Linked DNA regions of Mus musculus: region 2 is linked to region 1. The links are chromatin contacts, called in public Hi-C maps. All regions are on one chromosome and are shown on one strand. The core of a region is the stretch at or near the end of the contact, and the rest is flanking DNA. Distances in the headings are between cores, read along the strand shown. Region 1 has its middle 26 kb from the start of Arid3b. Region 2 overlaps Islr2 (immunoglobulin superfamily containing leucine-rich repeat 2).

Region 1 (2,861 bases), core at 188-2,687:
ACTGTATGTAGGATGGATACCCAAGTGGGGCAGTCTCTGGATGGCCTTTCCTTCAGTCTCTGCTCCACACTTTGTCTCTGTAACCCCTTCCATGGGTATTTTGTTCCCCCTTCTAAGAAGGATCAAAGTATCCACACTTTGATCTTCCTTCTTCTTGAGTTTCATGTGGCTTGTGAATTGTATCTTGGGTACGCTGAGCTTCTGGGCAATATCCACTTATCAGTGGATGCATATCATTTGTGCTCTTTTACCTCACTCAGGGTGATATCCTCCAGCTCCATCTATTGCCTAAGAATTTCATAAATTCATTCCTTTTAATAGCTGAGTAGTACTCCATTGTGTAAATGTACCACATTTTCTGTATCCATTCCTCTGTTGAGGAACATCTGAGTTCTTTCCAGCTTCTGGCTCTTATTAATAAGGCTTCTATGAACATAGTGGAACAGGTGTCCTTATTACATGTTGGAGCATCTTCTGGATATATGCCCGGGAGTGGTATTGCTAGGTCCTCGGGTAGTACTATGTTCAATTTTTTGAGGAACCGCCAAACTGATTTCCCGAGTGGTGGTACCATTTTGCAATCCCACCAGCAATGGAGGAGTGTTCCTCTTTCTCTACATCCTCGCCAGCATCTGCTATAACCTGAGTTTTTTATCTTAGCCATTCTGACTAGTGTGAGATGGAATCTCAGGATTGTTTTGATTTGCATTTCCCTGATGACTAAGGATGTTGAACATTTCTTTAGGTGCTTCTCTGCCATTCGAGATTCCTCAGTTGAGAATTCTTTGTTTAGCTCTGTACCCCATTTTTAATAGGGTTATTTGATTCTCTGGGGTCTATCTTCTTGAGTTCTTTGTATATATTGGATATTAGCCCCCTATCAGATATAGGATTGGTAAAGATCTTTACCCAATCTGTTGGATGCTGATTTGTTCTGTTGACAGTGTTGTTTTCCTTACAGAAGCTTCCAAGGGTCTCTCTTAAGATAAGGTCTGATCTATGCTTCTCTCTTGGATGGTTTCTGGTGTTACCTTGTTCACAAATGAGCATGAATGGCTCCATCTTCTGCTTGGAAAGTTCTTTGCCAGTTACACCAGTTCTCCTGGAGAAACACTGTAGACTCCATTTAAAGTTTGCTAGTGCTACTGAGACACATTAGAGGTACTCACCTCTCCCTTGAGCACTGGGGCAGGAGTTAAGCACTTTTAAGCATTGTTAAATACCATCAACTACTGTGAGCTATTAGAATCATTAGTTTCTGAGCTTTTGTTAAGTCTTTACTGTAAACGCCCTTTTAATGCTTTCTGTGAATGGCTAAAACTGTCAAAAGCAGGCATTTGACAGGCCCCTTCCTTTATGCCTGGTACCCTTGAATGGGGAGCTGTCAGCCGTGCCGCCCTTTATTGGCAGCCTGGTGAGTCTGGACACTTTACAATTTCTCTGGGGTTATTTTGCCAGCTGCAGAGGATCGTTATAATGACAACTGAAAGACTCTGCTGGGAACTGCTCCAGACAGCCTTGGAAAGCAGAATGCCAAGGCAGGCAAGGCTTGGCGAATTCTAAGCAACCCCGCAGCCATTTTCACCTAAGCCAGAAGGGAAGCACTTCCTCAGATCTGAAGCTTATGCAAACACAGTTCTTCATTTGCTTGGAGGACTGTGCCAGGATAGATGCAAATGTCACCCTTCATTTGTGTATGAGTCTTCTGTGCTGGGTGCACACGCCCTTGCCACACTCTCCATGTGAGTTCGTATGTAGGCTGTGTGGCTCAGTTAGTTCTTCAGCTGGGAAACACCCTCCTGTGCTGCCCTCTGGTGTTACAACATCAGAATAGTTTTTTCTCACCAACTTTTGCGCATCATTAGGAGAGCCGACTCTCCTATGTAGTTAACCCAAGGACCACAGAAACACAGAAGCAGCAGGATGGCAGTGCTGGCAGCTGCCTCAGTAACAACAAGAACTGGCAAACAACAGGGAACAGAGGTGCTGGAAGCAGAAAGAGTACAAGAAAAAGTGGAGAGACAGAAAGATATATGAAAACCAAGGAAGAGAAGCCATAGGTTTGGGTTGCTGGAGTTGGTCTAGGGAACTACTGTGCTTTAAGGGCAAAGAGACGCCCTAGAACTGAGAGATCTAACACTCGTCACTATCCAGGACTAAGATTCCTGACACTCTAGTCCCAAGACCTGTAATTCTAGCCAGCCAAAATTGAAGGCCATGTCACTGTGGGTCAGGACCTCTTTGAGGGATCAAACAACCCTTTCACAGTAGGTAGCCTAAAATCATCAGAAAATACAGATCATACATTATGATCCATAACAATACAGATCATACATTATGATCCATAACAATAACTAAGATCTGGGCTGGTGAGATGGCTTAGTGGGTAAGAGCACCCGACTGCTCTTCTGAAGGTCCAGAGTTCAAATCCCAGCAACCACATGGTGGCTCAGAACCATCTATAACGAGATCTGGCGCCCTCTTCTGGAGTGTCTGAAGACAGCTAAAGTGTACTTACATATAATAAATAAATAAACAAATAAACAAACAAACAAATAAATAAAAAGAGTTTAAAAAAAAAACAATAACTAAGATCATCAGAAAATATAGATCATACATTATGATCCATAAAAATACAGATCATACATTATGATCCATAACAATAGCAAAATTATAGTTATGAAATAAGAACAAAATAGTTTGGTGGTTGGCAAGTCACCACAGCATGAGAACTATATTAAAAGGTCACAGCATTAGGAAGGTTGAGAACCACGGTTGTAGAGCTTCTGAGACCTGCTCAAGAGCTGTCGTGCCAACAGGTATCACCTGAGGCTGCTAGGTGCACACTGCTTCCACGGCTC
Region 2 (2,861 bases), core at 95-2,594, 340 kb before region 1:
TGCCAACAAGATTACGGTACTAAGGCGGGGGGCCTTCGTCAACGTCACGCAGGTCACTTCGCTGTGGCTGGCTCACAGTGAGGTACGCACGGTAGAGTCAGGGGCATTGGCAGTGCTGAGTCAGCTCAAGAACCTCGACCTAAGCCACAACCTTATATCCAACTTCCCTTGGAGCGACCTTCGTAACTTGAGCGCGCTGCAGCTGCTGAAAATGAACCACAACCGTCTGGGATCGCTGCCCCGGGATGCACTCGGCGCGCTCCCGGACCTGCGCTCTCTGCGCATCAACAACAACCGGCTGCGTACCCTGGAGCCCGGCACGTTCGACGCACTAAGCGCGCTGTCTCACCTGCAACTCTATCACAACCCCTTCCACTGCAGCTGTGGTCTCGTGTGGCTGCAGGCCTGGGCAGCGAGCACCCGGGTCTCCTTACCGGAGCCCGATTCTATAGCGTGCGCCTCGCCCCCTGAGCTGCAGGGCGTGCCCGTGCACCGCCTGCCCGCCCTGCCCTGCGCACCCCCCAGCGTGCGTCTGAGCGCAGAGCCGCCGCCTGAGGCACCTGGCACCCCTCTGCGCGCAGGCTTGGCTTTCATGTTACATTGCGTCGCCGAAGGCCACCCCACACCCCGCCTGCAATGGCAACTTCAGATCCCGGGTGGCACTGTAGTCTTAGTGCCACCGGTTCTCAGCAAGGAAGAAGATGGAGGAGATAAGGTGGAGGATGGAGAGGGTGACGGAGATGAGGACCTGCCTACGCAGACTGAAGCGCCAACCCCAACTCCAGCACCTGCTTGGCCAGCGCCTCCAGCCACCCCGCGCTTCTTGGCCCTCGCAAATGGCTCTCTGTTGGTGCCCCTTCTGAGTGCCAAGGAGGCAGGCATCTACACTTGTCGTGCACACAATGAGCTGGGCACCAACTCAACGTCCTTACGGGTGACGGTGGCTGCAGCGGGGCCGCCAAAACACGCTCCTGGAACAGGGGAAGAACCTGATGCGCAGGTCCCGACCTCTGAGCGCAAGGCCACCACTAAGGGCCGTAGCAACAGCGTCCTGCCCTTCAAGCCTGAAGGCAAAACCAAAGGCCAAGGTCTTGCCCGAGTCAGCGTGCTTGGGGAAATCGAGGCAGAGCTGGAGGAGACAGATGAAGGAGAGCAGATGGAAGGTCAGATCCCTGCAGATCCGATGGGAGAGAAGCACTGTGGCCATGGGGACCCCTCTCGCTATGTGTCTAACCATGCATTCAACCAGAGCTCAGATCTCAAGCCGCACGTTTTTGAGTTGGGCGTCATCGCGCTGGATGTAGCAGAGCGTGAGGCTCGGGTGCAGCTGACGCCTCTTGCTGCGCGCTGGGGCCCTGGGCCAGATGGTGCTAGCGGAGCGCGGCGGCCGGGGAGGCGGCCACTGCGCCTACTCTATCTGTGTCCTGCGGGGGGTGGCACGGCAGTTCAGTGGTCACGAGTGGAAGAGGGGGTCAATGCCTACTGGTTTCGCGGCCTGCGGCCTGGCACCAACTACTCCGTATGCCTGGCACTGGCGGGCGAGGCGTGTCACGTGCAGGTGGTGTTTTCTACCAAGAAAGAACTGCCGTCCCTGCTGGTTATCGTGACCGTGAGTGTTTTTCTCCTGGTGCTGGCCACCGTGCCCCTGCTGGGTGCCGCCTGCTGCCATCTGCTGGCCAAACATCCGGGCAAACCCTACCGTTTAATCCTGAGGCCACAGGCCCCGGACCCTATGGAGAAACGCATCGCGGCCGATTTCGATCCGCGTGCTTCCTACCTTGAGTCTGAGAAAAGCTACCCTGCTCGTGGCGAGGCGGGAGGTGAGGAGCCAGAGGAGGTCCCGGAGGAAGGCCTGGATGAAGATGTGGAGCAGGGGGACCCAAGCGGGGACCTTCAGAGAGAGGAAAGCCTGGCGGGTTGCTCATTGGTGGAGTCTCAGTCCAAGGCCAACCAAGAGGAGTTCGAGGCTGGCTCGGAGTACAGCGATCGGCTGCCCCTGGGAGCGGAAGCAGTCAACATCGCCCAGGAAATAAACGGCAACTACAGGCAGACAGCGGGCTGAGCCCCCAGCACGCCTGGCCTGCCCACCTCCACCTTGGGTACCTCGTAGCCTAGGGACGGCAGGACTTTAACACCCTCGCGGGACTCCGCCCTACCCCCCAAGCCTTCAGTTACTCTGCCTCCTTAGCCCTCCCCAGGGGTCACTACTAGGGATTTCTAGGAGTGGGCCGAATTCAGGGGTCATTCTTTTGGTGGGCTTGAATCCCCATCCCCACCCAAAGCACAGAGTCAGGCTCCTACCTCCTCTAAGACACCACCCATGGGCGGCGAGAAACCGTCTATGCCTTCCATTTCATCACGGCGATCCACGAAACCCATCGCGCACCCCATCTGGTGGAACTTGGAGACAAGGGGAGAGCGCCACGCCAGTCGTTGACCACATTTGGTGATAATAATAGGGTTGGTCCAGCGTTTGCCTGGGATCCCCAGGACAGGTCCCCAGCGTGGAGCGCTGTGACTCTCACTTTGATCCCACTCTGCCTTTTCAAGGATGCATGTGCCAGAAGCCCGCTAATTTTTATTCTCACCGCTCCTTTCCTATAATGATCCAAATCCGCGCGTCCCCCCTCCCCATTCCTACCCCACCCCATTTCTGTCTAGTTGGAGCCAAACTGGGGTCCTGGTAGGCCTTTCAACTCAGCGCACTGATTTTCTTATTTTCGTTGTTTTAAAAAGCAGCGACATTTCTGGGTCTGGTGCTAATACCCCCTTCCCACCTTCTGGGAAATTGGGTGTGAGTGTGTCAGGTGTGAGTGTCGGAATCTCTTTGCTTCCGGCTCTCTCCTAATTTCAAGCGCTCC

Evidence for each region. Hi-C and Micro-C count contacts between places; a contact is called where the count stands out from the background.
Region 2: a contact with region 1 is called in a Hi-C map of cerebral cortex, with 3 times the contacts expected there. The contact joins two enhancer-like sites. A contact is called at or near these places in 15 of 39 promoter capture datasets (the 3T3-L1 cell line, the SN4741 cell line, cranial neural crest and 6 more), 28 of 484 Hi-C or Micro-C datasets (B cells, the Ba/F3 cell line, the C2C12 cell line and 14 more), 2 of 115 datasets of contacts at active chromatin or transcription factors (embryonic stem cells and large pre-B cells) and 3 of 9 other capture datasets (adipose tissue, embryonic stem cells and liver).

The regions. Positions count from the first base shown.
Region 1 is chr9:57,860,982-57,863,842 of GRCm38.p6, reverse strand. No RefSeq gene overlaps it. Among named protein-coding and RNA genes, the nearest start is that of Arid3b, 26 kb to the right of the region's middle. Within about 2 kb of position 1,437, at least 58 of the 459 cell types and tissues checked have an H3K27ac peak or open chromatin away from gene starts, as enhancers often do. A contact at or near this core is called in cerebral cortex, where this site is marked.
Region 2 is chr9:58,196,939-58,199,799 of GRCm38.p6, reverse strand. It overlaps Islr2 (immunoglobulin superfamily containing leucine-rich repeat 2), which reads left to right. Exons shown (of 3, transcript NM_177193.5): 3 at 1-2,861. The coding sequence ends at 2,062. Among named protein-coding and RNA genes, the nearest start is that of Islr2, 3.9 kb to the left of the region's middle. Within about 2 kb of position 1,344, at least 47 of the 459 cell types and tissues checked have an H3K27ac peak or open chromatin away from gene starts, as enhancers often do. A contact at or near this core is called in cerebral cortex, where this site is marked.